2 separate regions of the Mus musculus genome follow, and region 2 is linked to region 1. A link is a contact called in public Hi-C data. All regions are on one chromosome and are shown on one strand. Each heading gives the region's core, a stretch centred on a gene start, on an enhancer-like site or on the middle of the called end of the contact. The rest is flanking DNA. Distances are from core to core; before and after follow the strand shown.

Region 1 (6,003 bases), core at 115-2,614:
GGGTGATTTGTTATCCAACATTGTATAATTAATTGAAGAACATTACTTATTAATCAAAATCACTAGGTGATGCCCCCAAAGCCTAAGAGCTGCATTGAAGCAAAAGCTAGCAATCTCCATCAACAGCTTGTTTCTTTGTAGACACAGATATCCTTACATGGGTTTTCCTGTCCAGTTTTGACAGCAAGGAAGCTCAGAATCAGTTATGGCTCAATTTTAACAATTTTGCAAGCCTCTATGACCTCCTCACGTTTCGTTTTCTTCTGATTTCCCTTTTTCCAAGTTTTTGAGCTTTTTTTTTAAAGTTCATTTTTATCCTTTTAGTATGGATTATGTTAAAGCCACATCAAATCCAAATTATAGAGAAGTATTCATGAACCCATTTAAAAATAGGTTTTTTTAAATGTAAAAATAGTTTTGCGCATTTAAGAAAAAAGTTTCTCACATGTTGAACACAAGACGCCTGGAGGTGGTGCCTGGGGAAGATCATGTCACACAAACGTGTCTCTGGAGCTCTGGAGCCATTGGTCAGGGACAATTTGGATTGGATAAGAAATATCAAGTGATAACGACGGAAATGTGTGTGTGTGCAGAAAGGCAACTGATTGCTACCAGGAGCCAAGGGCTTGCCCAGTCAAGCATTGTAGTAGTATCTTTGAAATCGATCCCTTGTAACAGACCCTAAGATTAAGCCAAACCACCTCTCGCCTCACCCCTTTCCTAGGCCACACCCCTCATCCTTCCTGGTCACGCCCCTGCCCCATCCAGCACACCAGAGTTTTTGCGCTCCGCCCCTTCCCTTCGCTCCCGCCCCACCTTGTTCCGCCTCCCTTCTGACCGCGCCCTCCAGTGTAACGAACCCCATTTCTCAGCACCACCCTTCACTTGCGCCACGCAACCCTGGCTGCTTACAACCTCCGCCTCTTCCCCGCCCGCGCGCGGTTTTCCCACCCGCCCCTTTAAAATCAAACCACGCCCACCGTCAGCCACGCCCTCCGCATGCGCCGCACCACCTCCCCGCTGTTGCGCGCTCCGCCTCCTCCCTCCACACTTATGAGCGGCTTTCTCGCTCCGCCCCAATTCTGGTCAAGCTCCGCCCCTCCTCAAGCCCTTCCCTCTTTCAGACCCCGCCCTCCGCATGCGCCGCACCGCCTCCCTGGCGGTTGCGCGCTCCGCCCCTCCCTCTGTGTCCGCGCGCGCCTTCCCCGCCCAGTCCGCCTCACTCCTCTCGGGGCGGTTGGGCCGCGCGCCTGTGGGGGCGGGGCCCGGAGGAGGCGACCGAGCCAATGGGGCGCGGCGGTGGTGGCGGCGGCGGCGGCGGCGGCGGAGGCGGTGGCGGCAGCGGCGGCGGCTGGGTCGGGCCCCGACGGGCGGCGGCGTCTGAGGTGGAGGCGGAGGGAGGCGGCGGCGGCGGCGGAGGGGGGAAGATGGCGGCGCCCGTCCTGCTGAGAGTGTCGGTGCCGCGTTGGGAACGGGTGGCCCGGTATGCAGTGTGCGCCGCCGGGATCCTGCTCTCCATCTACGCCTACCACGTGGAGCGGGAGAAGGAGAGGGACCCGGAGCACCGGGCCCTCTGCGACCTGGGGCCCTGGGTGAAGTGCTCCGCCGCCCTGGCCTCCAGGTAGCCCGGCTTGAGTGAGGGGAGCGCGACGCGGGCGGCGGCGGGGGGCGGGGAGCGCGCGGGGAGCTCCGGCCTGAGAGAGCGGGGCCCGGGCCGCGACCCGGACGGCGGTGACCGGGGGGCGGCGGCTGAGGGCAGGCCTCCGGGATGAGGTGGCACAGTGCAGCCGGGAGGGCGCGGGCGCGTCCTGGCCGGTGTGACTTTTCTCCCTGTTGTCGCCGAGAGAGGCGTGTGAAGACCCCCGATGCAGAGATCGGCGAAGCCAGCATTCATCCCCGGGGTCTTGGGACCTCTGCTACCCCGGGGCTATATGTCCGGTGGCTTTTATCACTATCCTCTGGGTTGTTCGGGACAGGTGTTTTCGGTGCTCAGGCCTCTTTGTACTCAGAGTTAAGGAGAATTGGCAGCCTTCTGGAGGCGACAGTGACATTTGCGGGTAGACACGCATTTGACCCTACTCTGGAAGAGGAAGGTACCAGCACTTAACCCTATCTGATTTCTTGGATTTTTCTCCCTTGTGTATTTCACGAAGTGTGCCCAGCAGGGGGAAAATGGCCAGAGTTCGGGTCTACTTTAAGTTTAGAGTAAACGATGAGTACCTTGTGTATAGTGATATTTTAGGTACTACGATGACTGTTATTTTATGAAAGGATCTGAGTTGTGACCCACACTGGCCTGAAACTCATCGGACTATAACCTCTACAGCTATTCCCCTGCCTCAGTCTTTTGAGTAGGGAAATACAAGCATGCACCACCGTGGGTGACTTAGAATGACTTTTACATGTTGCTGATTAGTATTAGCGGAATAATCCGCAAGAGATTAGATTTACGAAACTTTGCTAAGCAGGTTTATTTAAACAATTTTTTGTTTCTTGAAAATACCATCGATTTTTTTTCCTGTTAACATTTTATGTAGTGTGCTAGCTTTTTTTCTTAGAAAAAAGTATTTTACACTTTTAAAAAAGGCTTTTTAAAAAACTGATAGCAGTCATCAAAACCAGCAAAAGTGAAAAGAATTATTGCAGAATAGATAGTTTGACATTTTAATAGAGAGTCCTACCCCTAATATTTTGATGTTTGTTAACAGTGCTTAACATTTCACTACATTCCCTCCTTTTGATAAATGCTAGGGAGACACAAATGTATATAGCTCACTAGTTTATTTTGCCCTCCATATTGGTGGAGGAGTATTTGAAGAAGCTAGGGTTGGAGTTTCTTATCTGCAAACTTAAGGCTGTTGATCTTTCCCACTTAGCCCTTTTCATAGACCAGCTAGGCTAGGCTAGCTCGTGCTTATAAGTGGAATTCCTGTAACTTTTTAGTAGAAAAATGGTTGTCATTATGGCCTCATTAAGCAGTTTTGTTTTTTTTTTTTAAATGCATTGAGTTTATAGTGCAGAATGTATCTGTGATGAAGAGCCCTCAGGAGTTTTATTTGCATCCAGGTTGAGGCCTCCTAGACTTTCTTTTAGACTAGACACCTTGAGAACCACTAAGTGTATCGTGCTTCTATTGCACATATTTATGTTGGGAGTGGGGTAGCACACACACTTATGGAGGTCATTGGACAACATGTGGGAGTCAGTTTCCCACCAGATGGGTCCTAGGGATTGAACTCAGGTCATCAGGCTTGCTGGCAAGCATCTTTACCAGCTGAGTCCTCTCACTGAGCCCACCAAGTATATTTTATGCACACATTCACATTTTTAAATGTTCTTTGCACCTTTGGAAAGGATTTTTTTTTTTTTTTCTTTTTGAGACAGGGTTTCTCTGTATAGCCCTGGCTGTCCTGGAACTCACTCTGTAGACCAGGCTGGCCTTGAACTCAGAAATCCGCCTGCCTCTGCCTCCTAAGTGCTGGGATTAAAGGTGTGCGCCACCACCGCCCGGCTTTGGAAAGAATTTTTAAACTTAAGTTTTTAACACCCCAAATTGAATGAATGAATGCAGAATAAAAAAAAGCATGCAGGAGCATATTTCAAATACTTAGAAACCATGAAATAAAAATGACTGGATAGGTTAATATGAAATATATTTATAATTATTACCAACTTTAGAATTTTTCTTTTTTTTTTAAAGATTTATTTACTTATTATATATAAGTACACTGTAGCTATCTTCACACACACCAGAAGAGGGCATCAGATCTCATTATGGATGGTTGTGAGCCACCATGTGGTTGCTGGGATTTGAACTCTGGACCTCTGAAAGAGCAGTCAGTGCTCTTAACCTCTGAGCCATCTCTCCAGCCCTAGAATTTTTCTTTTAATGCAGTCTATACAAAAATCTTACTGGGCTTTTTATTATTTGGCCATGTAAGAAGTAATTCACTGTATGTTTTGAGTTCTTCTAGTGGGCTTTTCTCTAAGAGATTGTTTCTGAACCATTTAATTATACACTAAATATTCTCATAGTTAATCTGTATCACAAGAAACAAATGTTCATGTGTTTTGTTTCTTGCTTTGTAGATCTGGCCAACTTTGAACTGAAAGCAGTCCTCCTTCAGTCTCAGTCTCCTGTGGACTGGAATTATAGCCTTGCCTGCACATCTGTCAAGTTTTTGTTTTTGTTTTGAATAAGACACAATAGCATGATATTTAATATTTAGTAACATCAATTAATGAATTAAAGTTATCTTAAAATATGTTAGACTAAAAATCTTTCTCGATCAGTGGCATTGGAGATTGAACACAGGGCCTGACCAGTGTTAGGTAAACTCTCTGTGACTAAGTTTCATCCCCGGCTTGCTTATTTTTGTCAGAGTTTTACTATGTAGCCTTGACTGGCTTGGGATTCCTAGAGATCTGCTTGCCTCTGCATCCTAAATGCTGAGATTGAAGGTTTATGCCACCATGCCTGGCATTGTTTGGGGTAACCCAAGTTAGCCTTGAACTTGCTGTGTTGTAGCGTAAGTTGAGGCTGGCCTTGAACTCCTTCGATCCTCTCTCTACTAATCCCTCATGTTCTGAGATTACAGGTGTGCATCATCATGTCTAGCTCCTATCTCTCTATCATATAGAAAGTGTGAACTTAGGATGTTGTGGCTAAAACTAGTGTTTACTTATATAGTGATGTACAGAACTACTTAAGTTAGGGGTTGGAAAGACGGCTTAGCAGTTAGGAGCTAAGTCCATTGAGGATGAGTCTGATGGTCAGCACTCATACTGAGTGGTCCACAGCCACCTGTGACTTCAGCTCCAGGGCATTCAGTGCCCTCTTTTTTTTCCTTTTTCTTTTTTAGCTGTATTTTATCATTTTATGTATATGAGTGTTTTTCCTGTACATATGGTATATGCACCACATGCATGCTTGGTACCTACAGAGATGAGAAGATGGCATTGGGTCTCCTGGGACTGGAGTTACCAGGCATTGTAAACAGCCCAAGTGGGTGCTGGGAATCAAACCCTGGTCTTCTGTAAAAACAAGTGCTAAGCTTAACCCCTGAGCCACCTCCAGCCCTTAGTACCCTCTTTGGCCTCAGAGGATAACTGCACTTTTGTGCACATACCTATGTACAAATACATACACATAATTAAACATAAAGTCTTTAACACTTTAAAATCTGATGTCTGCCGAAGGATAGGTAAGAAGTAAGGCATTCTAATAAGAGTAAATATATTTCATATGTACACTAAAACTATTTTCAGGAAATAGCCTTTTTATTAACTGTCTTGAGAGAGAGGGGTATGTATGTGTATGTATGTATGTGTATGGGGGAATGTGTGTATTTAACGAAGATAAAAGGATTTAGACAAAATTTCCTTTATAAACTGATTTCCTTTCAAATTGGGTAGAATAAGTATCTGCAAGATGCTCTTGACAATGTGGGAAAGCCCTTAAGTGAAACATTATCATATACTTTACATTAGTTAATTTTGTTTGAAAATGGACTGCCAGATAGCAGTAGTATTCAAAGATCTTGCTATTTCAGGAAAAGAAAGTTTGAGTTCAAGCGTTAATAGAACAAATGGTAAAGAAAGTTAACAGAAAAGAATATTCCTAAGCAGTCTGTGTGTCTAAGGCCAGTGGGTTGGTTTTGGGAAGTATAATTACATAATAGTAGTTCCAGACTTTTGGATTTCAAGAGAGACATTTCCCCCAATGTTCAGAGGCAGTAGAATTGCTAATAACAGCATTAGCAAAGGAGCCTGGCATGGTGGCCCATGTTTTTAGTCTCAGCACTTACAAGGTAGAGAAGGGATTGCTAAGTTCAAGGCTAGGCTAGGCTACAGAGCAAGTTTAACGACAGCTAGGGTTACCTAGAAGAGACCGTGTCTCAAAAAACAAAAAGTAGTAATGCTACTACTGTCTGTCACCATCATTGGTTCATTTTTAGGTATTTTAATTTGAAAGAACAGAATCTTAAAAGGCTGTGTTTTCAT
Region 2 (5,524 bases), core at 683-3,182, 5.1 Mb after region 1:
GGATACATAAGATCTTGTCTAAAATCAAGCAAAACAAACAAACAACAACCATAAACCAGTTGTCAGGTGTAGGCACGTATCTTTGATCTCAGCACTCTGGAGACAGAGGCAAATGAATCTCTGTGAGCTTGAGGCCAGCCTGGTCTACATAGTGAGTTCCAGGGCAGTCAGAGCTGTATAATAAAGAGACCCTGTCTCAAAACCAAGACAGGTTGGAGACTCAGGAATTAAGAGCACATGATGTTCTTGCTGGAGTATGGTCCCCAGGACCCACAGGGTGGCTCACAACCACCTGCAATTCCAGTTCCAGGAGATCCTATGCCCTCCTCTCAACTCTGAAGGCACAAGGTACAGGCGTGGTACACAGACATACATTCAAGCAAACACTCAGACACATAAAGCAAAATAAATAAATCTGTGTGTGTGTGTGTGTGTGTGTGTGTGTGTGTGTCTAGGCAACTAGTGGCACCGAAGGCCACCAGCGCTGACAAAGAACAAAAGGGACCTAAGAGCCAGAGGCTTGGTGCCCGGCTGAGGATGCTGGGAAGGACTCTGGAGGGTTTGAAGTGCTACTTCAGTAACAAGGAGTCCTGAAGGCGCCCCAGCAGATGTGTTTGCTATGACCAAACCAGCTCCGGAACTGCTAAAGGATGGACCGCAGCAGAAGAGGGCTGCGGGGACTTTCCCTAGACTATGAGGGGAGACAGCAGGGGGCAGGCTTTCTGGGGGAAATGGGTGCAGAATGCGGTGCAGTCTGGGCAGAGGGTTGCCACTCTCTGCTAATGGCGGGTTGTTAATGAGGGCTCTTTCTTCCTTCCTTTTTTCTTTTTTGAGACAGAGTTTTTCTATGCATTTCTAGATGTTCTTGGACTCTTATATACAAGGCTGGCCTTGAACTCATAGAGAACCGCTTGCCTCTGCCACCAATGTGTGGGATTAAAATTGTAGCCACTACACCTGGCCCGGAGCCATCTCTATTCAGTGCAGGTAACTACAGTACAAATCCCTGGCTAAGGGTTTAATCCTGGTTTTTCAAATTGACCTGGACCAGGAACGGAAGACTGGACTAAGACTCTGGTTCTGCCTGTTGGCCCAATCCTTTGCCCTTTCTGCACCTCAGTTAATCGATTAAGTGAGGAGATCGAGCGAAAGCCCCTTCCTCCTAGGTGTTTCCTGTGAGGAGACAGAGAGACAAAGCACTCGTGCTCTGGGGAGCCTGACAGGGCTCCCAACTACGGAGCAAGGCGCCAGAGAGCTGGCGGGAGCTGGAACAAGAATCACTCCTGGCGCCTCCTGACCATGCCGGAGGCACAGAGAGCATGGTACCCACCCAGGGCGGTGCCTGAGGACAGAGGAGCAGGCCAGGTGGGGTCCGCTCGCCAGCCGAGAAAGGACTTCTCAGTTTGCTAGGGACACGCCCCACACTTGCGCCTCGAACTGAGGACCTCTGATCGCCAGTAGGGAAACACTAGAAGACTAAGAAGCTCTTAAAAGAAGAGGCGTGGCCTACGACGTTGTCAAGGGGTTCAGGGAAGTGTGCACAGAACCCGGCAGGATTACGTAATGGCGCAAAAGCCGGTGCCACAATCGGGTAGCTCCGCCCAAGGCGTGGTCAAGGAGTCCAATTCCGGGAGCTAGAGCAGTTTAAAATGTTGCGAAACCGTGCAAGGGCCTCTTACAGCCCCGCCTACGATAGGGCGTGGCCAAGGAACTGAACTCGCAGATGCATGCAAAGTGGGAATTACGTAATGATGCAGGAGGCGGTCCCAGAGTCCCCGGTGGCTCCGCAAGGTGTGGCTAAGAAGCCTACGTCCGGGTGCCTGGCAGTGGCTACGACGGTTGAGTGACGGTGCGAAGAACAAGCCAGTTGGTGACCCCGTCCAGGGCGTGGCAGGGGCTCACAGATCTAAAGGGGATTGTATATTGTCCCAGAGGAGGGACCAGTCCCACGTAGCGCTTCCCTGGTCCTGGTCGGGAACTGGTCTCTAAGCGGCTCACAGCGTCTGTAGGAATTGCGTAGTGGCGCAAGGGGGCAGGGCTAGCGCTGTATGGCTACGCCCAGCCTGTTACCAAGCCAGCTAGTCCTACAGACCAGGCTCAAAGTGGCTGCAGGAAATGTGTAACGTGCAAGGGCTGGGGTCGTCTAGCGGCTGCGTCCAAGAAGCTTCTGCTTTGGGAGGGGGCTGAACTGACTCCGGGAATACATTAGACCACGTGGCCTAAAGTGGCGCCTCGATGGGGGGGGGGCGGGGGAAAAGGCGGAGCCCTAGTTGGAATAGACAGGGCTCTGAAAGGCGGAGCGTGCGCAGGACAGCCCTAGGAAGCACACTTTGCGGGCTGTGGGCATGCTCCGCTGGGCGCGAGCGTGGAGGGTCCCCCGTGGGGTACTCGGTGCCTCCTCTCCCAGGCGTTTGGCGGTTCCTGTCACGTTCTGTAGCAGCCGCAGTAGTGGCCAAGAAAACGCCGATCTGAGGTCAGCCAAGGGCACTGGGAGGGTTGTTCTCCACTGGTCCACTTCGCACGCGGCTTAGCTGGCCCCGCCTCTCCTTTGGCCTCGCCCCTTTTTTCTTTCACTCTCTCCTCCCCCTTACTCCATGGTGGCCCCCACCTTCCAGGCCGCTGCCGCTGTCTTATAATCTTCTAGATGGAGACGCGACACTCCCAGCCATCGTCTTTTTGCATGGGCTCTTCGGCAGCAAAACCAACTTCAACTCCCTCGCCAAGGCAATGGTTCAGAGGACTGGCCGGAGGGTGAGCTTCCGGATGGGGCGGTGCATGGGTGGGCGGGGGCTAAGGGGTAAGGCTGAGGGCAGTGGACCTAGTTTCAATCACTCAGGTCTGGGCTCTTGGTGACCTGAAAATGGAAAGTTTCAGTGCCCAGTAAACCGTAAAACATCTATGAAGAGGCCTGGTCCTGTAAGATGCCCCACAGTTAGTCCATTTATGTTACTGAGACATAACAGGTCTCTTTGTCAGGTCCCAAAGAAACTTGGGACAATTTTGTGGCACCTACTAGCATGCCAAAGCACACTCTAGCCTCCTGGCTTACTCAGTACGAGTGGCAGCTCTCTGCTCTTGTTACCCCCGACCCCTTACTATAAACCTTTCCAGTCCAGAGGCTTCCCGTCCCCCAGCGTCTCTTTCCTGTTAACCCAGCCATTTAAGCCATTTGCTCCCTGACTACTCTGATCCTCCTTTGGTCTGCATGCCCTCTCTCCTTGGCACCTGAAGTTCTCATTTGATCTCCACATGTACACCATGGCACGTGCTTGCGAAGATATAACTTGCGCACATGCATACATGTGTGTATATAATAAAGCAACTAAGGAAGTTGCTCAATATTAACCTCTGCACGTGCGCATGCGCGCGCGCACACACACACACACACACACACACACACACACATACACACACATACTTATGTCTCCAGACTTCTCTCCCTAGCTGCTCTGTGGACCCTATCAGGCTTTTCGTTGTCTGTAGTCAAAGTAACACCATTCCTGTTTCACCCCCATCGCAGGTGCTGACGGTGGATGCCCGGAACCACGGTGACAGCCCCCACAGTCCAGACGCAAGCTATGAGGCCATGAGTCAGGACCTTCAGGGCCTCCTTCCACAGCTGGGTCTGGTGCCCTGCGTCCTCGTTGGCCACAGCATGGGAGGAAAGACAGCCATGCTCCTGGCACTGCAGAGGGTAAGCTACACCTATCTGGGTCCTCTTAATGCACTCTAAGCCCATTGATAACGTGGGACTCATCCACACTTTGGATGGCCAGGTCCAGAAACTCTGCTGGCGGCTCAGAGTTTGTCTGGGACCTGCTCTGGTCTGATTCTGTCTCCCAGCCAGATGTTGTGGAACGATTGGTTGTTGTAGACATAAGCCCGGTAGGAACCACACCTGGATCACACATTGGAGCCTTCATAGCAGCCATGAAGGCTGTTGAGATCCCAGAGAAGGTGCCGCACTCCCAAGCCCGAAAACTGGCGGATAAGCAGCTTAGTTCGGTTGTCAAGGTGACGCACGCCCCCCCCCCCTTTCCCCATGGTGTGTGTCAGAGGAAAAGTGGTGGGTGGGCCTCACAGGGAGCCCCTTCACAGCTGCCAGGTCTCCCCACAGGAAGCGGGCATTCGGCAGTTCCTGCTCACTAACCTGGTAGAGGTGGGTGGGCGATTCTCCTGGAGACTGAACTTGGATACGTTAGCTCAGCACTTGGACAAGATAATGACCTTTCCTCAGCAACGTGAACCCTACTCGGGGCCAACTCTCTTCCTGCTTGGTGGAAATTCTACATATGTACAGTAAGCCGGTGTGGGACCATAGGAAGGGGCATGCTTTGCCCACCACCAGCTATGGGAGCCTGCGTGGGCTAGGGGAGGCGGGGTATCTGGGAGCCTGGCAATACCACTGCGCATGAAGGCTCATGCACATCTCTCTCTCCTGTTCTCTCTCTCTCCCTTTCTCCCTCTCCCCACACCTCTCCATTGTCTTCCCTCTCCATTGGCTTCACTATGGCGGCCAGACCCAGCCACCACTCAGAGATTAGGCGACTCTTCCCTCAAGCCCAGATTCAGACCGTGCCTAACGCTGGCCACTGGGTCCACAGCGACAAACCCCAAGACTTCATGGATGCTGTCACCAGCTTCTTGGCTTAAGAAGTAGCTCCTTGGAAGAGCAGCCAGGGGACTCTAGGCTTGGGATCTGTGCCATCTTGCTTCTGCACAGAAAAACTCAGGGGCACGGAGAGGGTCCAGGAGTACAGAAGTGGCCCAACACTTTTAATGAATAAAGACAGTTCCCCTTTAAGCCCTGGATCCGTTTTCACCACCGTCGCCCCCACTGACCCCGGGAGAGTTGAATCCAGGAACTTCTGCCCGGGCTTGTGTTCTCGTGTGTTCCCAGGGTGCCTCTGGGCTCTCCCTGCAGCTGACTCCGCACCCGCTCTCGAACCATATGCTGCATGTCTTCCTGGGCACGGGAGAGAGAGCAGGTCCGAGGCAATCCCTGGGGACGGAGGGGCGGAGGGGCGTCTTCCAAGACTCCCGACTCAGAGGCTCCACCCTACCTCCCAGGCCTCCACCTCCTGTTTCAGCTTCAGTTTCTCCTGCAGGACCTCCAGCAGCTGAGCCTCCACTGTGCGCAGCCTGGCTCGACAGGAGTCCAGCTCCTCTTCCACCGCGCGCTTCCTACAGGCAGTGGGGGATGGGGGTGGGGGTGTTCCAGTGGCTGTCTTCTGGAAATATCTGGAGCCCCCTTCCTCTCCTCTAGTAGGAGTGAGTCCCCACTTCCCCCTCCTCCACCCCACCCCCACCCCCAGAGTTTCTCTCACTTAGCAATGGCTTCATCCCTCTCCTGCAGTACTTGCTCCAGGGAAGGTTCCGCCCGGGTGTCCCCCAGTGCTCCTGCCGCTTGGGATTCTGGGTTCTGTTGGGGAGTGATGGATGAGGAGGCAGTGACCTGGGGCTTGTCAGAAGGAGAAGCCTCACCCTGGGTCCTTCTGCCCTGCCTCTGCCCTGCCTCATGCTA

The links. Hi-C and Micro-C count contacts between places; a contact is called where the count stands out from the background.
Region 2: a contact with region 1 is called in a Hi-C map of B cells, with 7 read pairs. The contact joins the promoter of Abhd11 here to the promoter of Vkorc1l1 in region 1. A contact is called at or near these places in 1 of 39 promoter capture datasets (cranial neural crest) and 1 of 484 Hi-C or Micro-C datasets (B cells).

Annotation. Positions count from the first base shown.
Region 1 is chr5:129,940,745-129,946,747 of GRCm38.p6, forward strand. Vkorc1l1 (vitamin K epoxide reductase complex, subunit 1-like 1) reads left to right here and starts at 1,365. Exons shown (of 3, transcript NM_027121.4): 1 at 1,365-1,621. The coding sequence starts at 1,428.
Region 2 is chr5:135,007,367-135,012,890 of GRCm38.p6, forward strand. Abhd11 (abhydrolase domain containing 11) reads left to right here and starts at 1,933. Exons shown (of 6, transcript NM_145215.2): 1 at 1,933-2,473; 2 at 2,616-2,751; 3 at 3,521-3,694; 4 at 3,844-4,014; 5 at 4,118-4,299; 6 at 4,521-4,809. The coding sequence starts at 2,346. The coding sequence ends at 4,653. Abhd11os (abhydrolase domain containing 11, opposite strand) reads right to left here. Exons shown (of 4, transcript NR_026688.1): 2 at 5,328-5,422; 3 at 5,064-5,184; 4 at 4,756-4,966.